2 separate regions of the Zea mays genome follow, and region 1 is linked to region 2. A link is a contact called in public Hi-C data. All regions are on one chromosome and are shown on one strand. The core of a region is the stretch at or near the end of the contact, and the rest is flanking DNA. Distances in the headings are between cores, read along the strand shown.

Region 1 (5,252 bases), core at 304-2,803, 180 kb after region 2:
CACGTACATAATTCGCATTCGGTTTGTCTTCCAAAACTGGGTGTGACAACGGTCCTCGAGTAGATCAGACCATGCGGTTTAACACCTTTTTCTGTGTGTGTTTATCTATCTAAACTTGCGGATTCTATTGGGGAACACCTAGGAACGGGTTGAGACCTCCCCTATATATATGAAGGGACAGGGCCGATTACGGGCACCAACAATCGAACCAATCAATCTATATTTCATTCCTTCACTTTCTTGACCTAGGAGTAGCAGTAACGTAGCCTTCTTTCATCTCCATCTCCACCTCTCTTCGACTCTACATCGTCTAAAGGCATCTTGGATGGACTGACGACCCCAAGACAATCTTAGGATCTCTCCTCCCTGACGGGGTTCCTCCTAGAGGCGAGATCCAAGTGCTTTTGGCATCGCCGCCGCCCTTGCGCATATACGGACTGTCTAAGCACCACGCGCGGATCGTCTGGTTTAACACAGGGAAGACCCGCTCCTGCCGTAGGGTCACGGACCGTCCGCGCTGTAGAAGAGAGCACCGCCGCCGGTACATCTCGTTAGTGATTGGCGCTAGATCGATGCTAACACGTCGAAAATTTGCGCAAGGGAGGAGCCATTTTTCTCTTGAGGAAGAAAAGGGAACATTGATAGAAATATGTTGGATATTTTTTTACTTTTCCCTAAATCAAGGGTTAGAAATAGAATTATTAGGATCTATTAGAGATGATGGAACCTATGATCCAGTCCAAACGTATTCCAACCGCTATTACTCGGTTGTGTGAGACGAGATGAGAATCATCGATAGAACACTAAACGTGATGAAATGATGACGGAAAAAATCTCGTATCGTCATGTTCCGTATATATATTTTTTCGTTCATTTTCGAATTATTTGATAAACGATTAGAAATAAAATGAAAACGATCGTTTTCAAAATTTTCATTTTCGACTTGGGAGATATATCTGACATATAAACTATGTAAGCTGGACTGTTATGTTCAAGTGAATGAAGAAGGAAAAAAATTATTAGTTACTCTGGATAATATGAATATGAAGAAAATTATTTTTGTTTTAATACCTTAAAAATTAGACAATATACCACTTTATTATGTATTTATGAAAACTATAAAATATTTGTCATTTTATCTTTTTGAGAGTATCGTTTTGGAATAGCCGACAAACCCGGTCTCATAGTTCGACCGCTGATTTTCGTTTTGTTCTGTTCATAAAATACGAAAACAAAAATAATGTAGATGTTTTCTCATCATTTTCGACAGTGCATCGACTTTAACCTCTGGACTGGACACGTATCTCAAGTTTCACCTCACAGGACAGAGGGACAGACACACGCCCCGAAGGGCCAGAACAAACGTTCCATAGCCCACAGCATTGTCACATGACTCGCATTCGCATGGACCCACCCAGCCACGCCCCATGCCCACGCGCGCCCCACGTGTGAGACTGAGACGCCAGATCCATCCAACGGTTCGTGTCACACCACGCCAAGGCCGCACGCACCGCGGACGGGTCCACACGCCAGAGACTGAAGCTGGCAGGCATAAACTGTGGGGACTGGGGAGCTCGTTCTCTCCGCCGGCCCGCTCACTCTCCCTGGTCTCTCGTCTCCTCCACTCCAAGAGAACAGGCGCCGGCGAAAGGCGGGAGCAGCGCGCTGCCCATTCACCGCCCCCTGATTTCTTGGGAGTTGCGGATCGGTCTCCGGGGCAGCGTGGAACGGCTGGGCCCCTCGGATCGCCGGAGATGCTGCCCTACGCGACGGCGGCGGAGGCGGAGGCGGCGCTTGGCCGGCCCATGACGCCCGCCGAGGCGCTGTGGTTCCGGTACACCGCGGGGGTGTCCGACTACCACCTCTACTGCTGCAACATCCTCTTCCTCTTCGTCGTCTTCACGGTGGCCCCGCTTCCCATCGCGCTCCTCGAGCTCCGGGCCCCGGCCGCGGTCTCGCCGTACAAACTGCAGCCGCGGGTGCGGCTCTCCAGGGCCGAGTTCGTCCGGTGCTACAAGGACGTCCTCCGCATCTTCTTCCTCGTCATCGGCCCGCTCCAGCTCGTCTCCTACCCGGCGGTCAAGGTCGGTTCCCTTCCATCATCCTTCTGCGCTCGTTCGGTGATTCAGCGCAATGTACCTGATTGGTTCATGAGATCACGGCCTCTCGGGGGCGGATTCAGTACAAGATATCGCGTTTCCATACTGTTCTTGTGCCCCCTTGATCGATCTCTTCGTAGATACAGGAAAAGGTTTTAATTACATTTCCCTGCATGTTTTCCTCTCCTTCGAGGACTTCCTGATCTGGGTTCTGCTCCAATAACCCTTCTTAGATGCGTCCTATCTAGAAGATTCCTCTGAGTTTGCCTATTATTGTAAAGCAGAAAAAAATCTTCCATGCTAAAATTGTAATCTCATATATTTCGTTTTCTTTGATCAAATCAGTTTGTGGGAATTCACACGAAGTTGCCTTTGCCGTCCCTTGCGGAGTTGGCAGCACAGCTACTGGTGTACTTCCTTGTTGAGGACTACCTCAATTACTGGATCCACAGGTTTCTCCACGGGGAGTGGGGGTACCAGAATATCCACCGTGTTCACCATGAGTTCACTGCGCCAATAGGATTCGCAGCTCCATATGCACACTGGGCTGAGGTGCTGATACTCGGCATCCCCTCCTTCGTCGGGCCAGCCATTGTTCCAGGCCACATGATCACATTCTGGCTCTGGATTATACTCCGTCAGGTGGAGGCTATCGAGACACATAGCGGGTAAGGATTTTCTGTTGTATGTTTCCTGTCTATGGTACACCCATGCACAACAATTGAATTGATTTAACATGCTTTTATAATTATTATAGTTATTGTGCAACATTGTATTGCTTTTGTTGGTAGTGATGGATGTAGTTTGTGTGTGGAGCTCCTGGGTTACTGTGGTGTGCACAGCACTGACAATGATCTGAGTGAACGGAGTTTCTTCTCGCCATAAGTTTTTCATTGATTAGAAGCTGAATTAAACTGATGTTGATGTCTGCATAACTGATAGGATTGCCTTGAGAGTTCTTAGCTGGCTGTTTACTGTTAAAGGTTTTTTTACTCTATACTTCTTTGGGGTATTTCCTGGTAATGAAGGAATAATACACATGGATTAGCATTGGCTGCTGCTTTATGGTAATAGAAATAAAAATACTACAATAACAAAGCCTTTTAGTCCCAAGAAAATTGAGTTAGGCTAGAGTTGAGATCCAACAAAAGCCCCAAGTTAATGTTTCAGCATGTGATAGCTGTTTTTCATGCATTTTTATTTAAGGCTAAATCTTTGGGTATATTCCATCCTTTCACATTTCTTTTTACTCCCTCTTCCCATGTTAACTTCGGCCTTCCCTACCACTATTCCCATTACACACTAGTGCCTTTGGAGGCCTCTATTGAACATGTCCAAACCATCTCTACTGGTGTTGGACAAGTTTTTCTTTAATTGATGCTACACCTAGTCTATCACATATATCATTGTTCTGGACTCATCGCTGCTTGTATGTTCACAAATACAACATATACATTTTCACAACATTTATCTACTGAACATGTCATGTTTTTTAGGCCAACATTCTGCACCATACAACATACCAAATTTAATTGCCGTTTTATAAAACTTGTCTTTTAGCTTCTGTGGTACTCTTTTGTCATATAGTGCGCCAGATGTTTGACACCACTTCATCCACCCTGCTTATATTCTATGGCTAACATTCTTCAATATCCCCGTATCTTTATAACATTGATCCTAAATATCAAAAGTATCCTTCTTAACACTACTTGGCCTTTCAAATTAACATCCCCTTCCTCGACTATAGTAGTACCGAAGTCACGTCTCTTATAGTCGCACACCTGAAAACGAAAGTCTGCCACCACAAGCTTACACAAGCTTATGGTGAGAGACAACAAACTCTTAGGTACCACTTTGCAATTCAAGCATTGAAGCATGCCCGTTTATCCTCTCTTCTTCCGAGGACAAAGTCAATCTGACTACAGTGTTGATCACTACTATAGGTCACTAAATGGGATTATATCTTCCTAAAGAAAGTGTTGGCTATCAATAGGTAAAAAGTTATCGCAAAGTCTAAGACTTCCTCTCCCTTTTGATTCCTAGTACCATACCTAAAACCTCTATGAACCGCCTCGAAACTTGCACTTGTTGTACCTACATGTCCATTGAGATATCCTATTCTCCTATGAAAAGCTTCTCACTAATAGGCATAGCTCTAGCCATGACATCTAAGTGTTCTTAGAGAAGTCTCTTACACTCATCGTGGCCTACTGGGGGGGATTAGTGCTAATTATGTTCAAGACCAAATCACTTATGACAAGCTTGAATAAGATAATTCTATCTTCTTGCCTTCTCATATTCACCACACCGTTTTTGAGGCTCTTGTCAATCTGAACTCCTATTTCTATTTGCAGTTGTCCTTGTGTACCAAATCTTGAAGACGGTATTGTCCATCTTTTTTGCTTTCCGATCCTTTCATTTAGTCTCTTGGACGCATAATATATTTTCACGCCTTCTAATCACTGTCTCAGCTAACTCTCTTACCTTACCTGTAATTGGCCTTACATTCCAAATACTTAAATGGATCCTATAGCTTCCTTACCCTTTGCACCTGTTGATGATGTGGGGACATTTGCATATTTTCACTACACTAGGGCGCTGATGTAGAACACCACTAAGGAAGCAACGACCTGATCCTTGCTAACTTGACATTGTGCCTAGACCACGACACAATGTGTCGTCAGGGGGTGTCGACCTAGCCCTTGCCCATTTAACACCATACTTGGGTTTCGATATGGCGTGTCGCTAAGAGGGTTACGCCCAACAGATTTCTTTCAAGTTTCGTTTCCATTAGAATGGCTAGGTTCAACGTTGGCCATCAAGCCTATCACAACTCTCATTCTTTACCAAGTCTTGGGACCTACTATGTTGAGACAACCAAAAATGCACTTACTGATTTTGAAGCTGTAGTCGAAATTTTCTAAATTACAATGTTGTTGCACACTTGCACATTCTTCGCTATGGTGGCTAACCTAGCCTTCCCATGCTTTTCTGGCAAGAAAAATAATCACCTAGCTTATTCTGGCACAGCCAAGAAACCTGAGTAGATGTGGGTGAGAATGCTCAGAAGTTAGGCAGCCTAAGTTGTGGAGGAATAAAACACTGCCTACTAACTGTGGAGGCCTATGGTTAGGCATGGCAGATTTGAATTAA
Region 2 (5,037 bases), core at 949-3,448:
ATTATCATCCAGAAGATGTTCTATTTCATCCCTGACCTGATAAAATATGATGCAAAAATACATAACAGATCCCAGTACAGCAGCATATGAAATATTACCAAGATTCTCACAAGCACAACAGAAACACTCAGCAGCTCACCACAATATGATGTAAACAATAAGCTCAAGAGAGAACGAAAAAGAACCCTACAGTTTATACCAAAAACCAAATTGCAATGGCTTATTTCTATTTGTCTTCCTGCAGCTAAAATTAATCATGCCTCCTTTACCAATCCACATGGATACACAACTGTAAGTACATCAAGCAATTCTTTTTGCATGAGCATAAAGACAGATAAGAAGATCAGAGCAAACAGTCAAGCTGGATTCGTTTGTGACTCTATGCACAAAGCAACTAAAACTACAACAATTCACATCATGAGGCAATCTAAGCAGCACAGTCATAAATAGGCAAGGTATACAGGCTGTTTGAAGAACTCAACCATACCTCCATTTTTGCAAATAGAATAGACTGTTGGAAACCAATTAATTAGGATTATCTTAGTAATATAATGCAATGGCCTTTTGATCAACAAAATTGACATGCGACAATAAGAAACAACCATGGTTATACACTGTTCAAATTCAGGTAGATTGAGGAATTAAGCACACATAGTCTTTCTTTAATGATACCTTTTGCACACGGGCAAGCAAACGGGTAAGATGACTCTTAAGGCTCCGCACTCGCTCAAGGTTCCTTGTGCTCACATTCTTTGTCAGTTCGTCAAGCACTGGAGTAGCATGCCTCTCAAGGTCATCAACGCTAAGGTCCAACGATGAGCACACAATCTCGAGCGCGACCTCCAGCACATGGAACTCAAATGGAAACTCATGCTCTGCCCCGGTCGCCTCATTAAGACGGGGCACCTGGCCTCCATGCGAGCCCCCCTGTTTTTCTCCATTGCCATCAGGGGCACATTCACCATTCCCACCCACAAGGCTCCTCAGAGGCAGGTGCTGCCTCAATTGATCAACGAAAGGGAGCACTTCGTGCATGAGAGGGTCCAACAGGAGCACCTCCTCGGCAGTAACTATCGCTCTGATGAATTCGAGGTTGATCACCATTGTCTTCTCCCTAGCTGCAGAATAAATCGTTGTTAATTACTTGTACAATACCAAAGTTTTGCGTCTTCTTGCTTTTATCACCACAAAAGAAGGACCGAATATTAAATAGGGCAGGGAGAAGGGGGTGTGCTCACCGAGGATGCTGGAGGAGCGAGAGAATACGGGACCAAGGATCCGTAGGTCGCGCGAGGGAAGGCCAGCGCGGCGGATTATGGTGGCCTTGTCGAGCTCGACGACCTCGGAGGCACCCCAGCGGTCCAGCCGCATCCACAGGCGCGCGCCGGGCTTCTTCTTGGTGATCTTCCCCGACAAGGCACCCCCGGCGCCCGCGGTGACTGAGAGGGGAGAGGGCGGCTGGGCGGTCTGCCCCGCCGCTGCAGAGTCCGGGGTCGCGGACGGCGAGGCGGCGGTGGGGGAGGCGAGAAGAGCCCTCGTCGCGTTGTCCTGCTTGGAGGGGGAAGGGAGGCGACGCCCGGAGCGATTCCGCTTGGAGGAGGACGAGGAGGATCTGGTGAAGAACGGAAGCTTCCGGCCGCCGGATCGCTTCCCCATGGCGTTGCGGCGGCGGCGTGCCGCGGCACCGGCACGGTCCACGGGGGTGAATGGGTCGGACGGCGGGTTCTGTCGTCGTGGTCGAACTCCAAATCTGTGGTAGACGAGTGGGCCGGTCAGGGCCAACCGCTCGTGAGAGGAAGCCCTAGGATGCTGGTCGGACGGTTGAAATTGCGTGCAGCGTCAACGCGCCAAGTTGCCGCGCTGGCGCTTGCCGCGAAAGAGAGACCACTATCCAGAAGCGAAGATAATATCTTCGTCTTCCCCCTTCTCGCCGATGGCTGCAACACCCACTGCCGCCGTTTTGCTCGCGCGCCCGCTCATCGCACTCTCCAGTGCTTTCACCTCCCCTCATCGTGCGCGGGTGCCGAGCGATCCCTCCTCCATCTCGGTGCCGCCACTGAGGAGTCGATGGTGCCAGTGGCGCGGCCCGCTCCGATCGCTGCCCCCCGAAGGTAAGATGCTTGGTGTGGTGGCGAAGGCTGCGCGCTTCAGCTAGTTTGGCAGTACTCGGTTTCGGTTCACTTGTGTGATGATACCCGTGCGTCTCAGGAGCTCCGGCCGAGCTGATGGAAGAGGACTCCAAGTTTGTGCCGTTGAACGCGGACGATCCCATGTACGGCCCACCGGTGAGTTGCGCCTCGCAGACGCAGTTGTTCTAAATCGTTGCATGCCTGTCATGTGACTACGTGGAAACACTGAAATTACAGTATATCATGCTCTTATATGTGGATTTCAGGCGCTACTGCTCATCGGATTTGAGAAAGGCGAAACTGTCACGGTTAGTGATGTCAATGTGCAGAGCATTAGTATTTTTCTCCATTTTTGCACTATTACATTTAAATGAACCAAAACGCTTCAATGGTGGCGCTCACTGCTCAGTAGTTGTTTTAGGGAAAAAAAAGAAAAAGAAAAAAAGGATACTACCTCCTCCTCCGCCTTGAAAAGGATGCAATTCTAGCTCTGTACTTTTAGTCAAATCATTTAAAGTTTGACGAAATTCATACTTAGTACTGGAATACTCCTATACGACACCAAATAGATATATTGATGATGGATCTAATAATACTTTTTTGATATCATAAATATTGAGAGGTTTTTTTGTATAAACTTGATAAACTCTAGATGTTTCGTATAAACTTGGTCAAACGCTAGAACTGCATTCTTTTCAGGACAGAGGGAGTGATATTTGGTAGTACAGTTGAAAACAATCACACATAGGGCTGTGCTTCGTTAGATTCCACCAAGCACATGGCCTCCCTGTATATCGTGTACCCAAGTTCTAGATACTCTATATGCCCCAGGTGTACTTTTTGGTGCCAAATTTCTCATGTTGTCATGTAGGCATCTGCTCAGAAACCTGAACATTTCATGTTTAAAGAAGTTGTAGAAAAAATATTATGTCTTGCATTTAGTGACATAGGCAGTAGTAAAAAAATTGTGTTGTGCTGCCAGTTCCAACTTATGTGAGTTCCACAATTTGTGCAGATTCAGGCCTTCCTGAAAGAGCTTGAAGGTGAATTCCTCAAGGCAAGTCATGCATCGGCTGTCACTGACATATGCAAGAATGCTCTATCCATATACATGTTGATTAGAGTGATCAAGTCACTTGTTTATTTTTTATTCCATATACTGTCAGCAAACTAGAGCAATCTTTTACAATTTTGCCATTGATAAGTTATTATTCTGCCTAGGTTAGCTGTCAGTTTTCTATGATAGAGAAAATTAGTTCTACTATATGTTTTTTTCTCGAACGAGATGAGCAAATGTTGGAGAATTCTGCTATACGTTATTGCAGATGGTACATGAACTGAAAAAAAATATGTGCACTCTCTAACAAGAAAAAAAGTGAAATAAATTTGAGTTCAATGGACAAGGCTTTACTTTATTCGTGCTGTGTTGTAAAAAATGTCAACAACAGTACACTCACTAAGTCACTAGCAATATAATTCACTTTATACCAGTATTCTTTATATTGCCTTTCTCTTGTTTTTGTCCTTAGTGTGATTGCAATTTTTAGTTGGTAGAAGCAACCCTGAAAGTTCATCAAAGTCTGTTTGATTTTGTTCTTACAACACTTTTAGCTTGACTCAGGTGATCCATTGTACAGAGGAGATGACAAAGCAAACCTTATGGGATGCCATGCACACTGAGCAGCCTGATTTGGAAGCTGTCAAGGTTTGCATCAAAGACGCATATACCTATTTTTTTTAGCCTTTAGTATGCTAGTGCATATACCTGTGCAAAGAATTTAGTTTACGGATATTAAGTGGTATTTTATCCCCTACTCTTAAATTTTTACCTAGAACTCTAGCTATGGCGCATGTCCAATTCACAGATTGCAGGACCACTGCCAAGGATATGCATATTTTCTGGTCTAACTGGCGAGGAGATGATGATGTTCATCAACGCCTTCCCAGAAACCGGTAAGTTAGAGGTGTTAAAGTGTATAAGTGAATTGTTTATCTTTACCTAACTACTTAATATTTTGGGTTGAACAGGTTAGTATGTCCACTCTAATATGATATCAAAGCCTGTCTCGAATTTGAATTATGGAAGAGGCTTTATTTGTATTCTCGTCCCTTTATTTCCACATTTCTCTCTGGCTGCACGTGAGTGAGTAGAGGTGCTAAAGTGTATAATTGGATTGTCTACTTTCATCTAATAGCTTAAATTTTTAGGTTGAACTGGTTACCACTCTAACAAAAAGTTTTTCTTAAATTATGAAATGATGAAATAGATAAGGTGAAACTCTGTAATCAAGTAAATAAACAGAACCTCAACGCTTTAAGCTCAGGTCTCGTAAAACTGACACTTTTTTATTTACTTATTTTTCAGGGCTGGAAGCAGCTGCCTTTGCTGCGCTTGTCCCTAACAGTGCAGAGAAGGTTCTCGGCGAAGTGATCGAGGAAATAATGGGAGACCATGAGATGCTGGTTAGCTCTGTTTTTTTTACTAAGCAACATCATAGTAATCATTCTGTTTTTTCGTGTTCTGAGCTAAGTCCTCCCTTACGCTTTGCAGACAGGAAAGGACTCCAAATGAGAAGAATTTGAAGCACGGACATGCCTATCAAGAAAATTGTCACTTTGCATTCTGATATATGGCATCTAAATCTGATTCAAATTGCCGCAACAGGAAGCTGGGTATGGAAAAAACTGTTCAAGATAGTGTTGCAGAAGAAACATCAGTTTAATTTTTCTTCTGATAAATACGGGTCCTTTTCCATCTGGTCACCTCCAGAATTTGAGCTCCTACTTACTGTATGTCGTACATATAATATAGTTTATAGTGACCAACAAGTTGCTCATGACTGGCCAGCTTTTGGACTTTGGGGGCTTTCTGTCCGTTGACTTTTTTCTATTGATTTTTATAATATTT

The links. Hi-C and Micro-C count contacts between places; a contact is called where the count stands out from the background.
Region 1: a Hi-C map of leaf shows a contact between it and region 2, with 9 times the contacts expected there. The contact joins the promoter of LOC100282314 here to the promoter of LOC103637617 in region 2. A contact is called at or near these places in 17 of 25 Hi-C or Micro-C datasets (bundle sheath, ear, endosperm and 5 more) and 2 of 3 datasets of contacts at active chromatin or transcription factors (leaf and seedling).

Annotation. Positions count from the first base shown.
Region 1 is chr1:87,201,448-87,206,699 of Zm-B73-REFERENCE-NAM-5.0, forward strand. LOC100282314 reads left to right here and starts at 1,554. Exons shown (of 5, transcript NM_001155226.1): 1 at 1,554-2,084; 2 at 2,445-2,767. The coding sequence starts at 1,755.
Region 2 is chr1:87,024,164-87,029,200 of Zm-B73-REFERENCE-NAM-5.0, forward strand. It overlaps LOC103637617 (putative magnesium transporter MRS2-G), which reads right to left and starts at 2,199. Exons shown (of 4, transcript XM_008659876.3): 1 at 1,239-2,199; 2 at 673-1,118; 3 at 1-36. The coding sequence starts at 1,656. It overlaps LOC100278262, which reads left to right and starts at 1,906. Exons shown (of 8, transcript NM_001151594.1): 1 at 1,906-2,111; 2 at 2,209-2,285; 3 at 2,396-2,437; 4 at 3,145-3,186; 5 at 3,751-3,834; 6 at 3,995-4,082; 7 at 4,495-4,592; 8 at 4,681-5,037. The coding sequence starts at 1,934. The coding sequence ends at 4,701.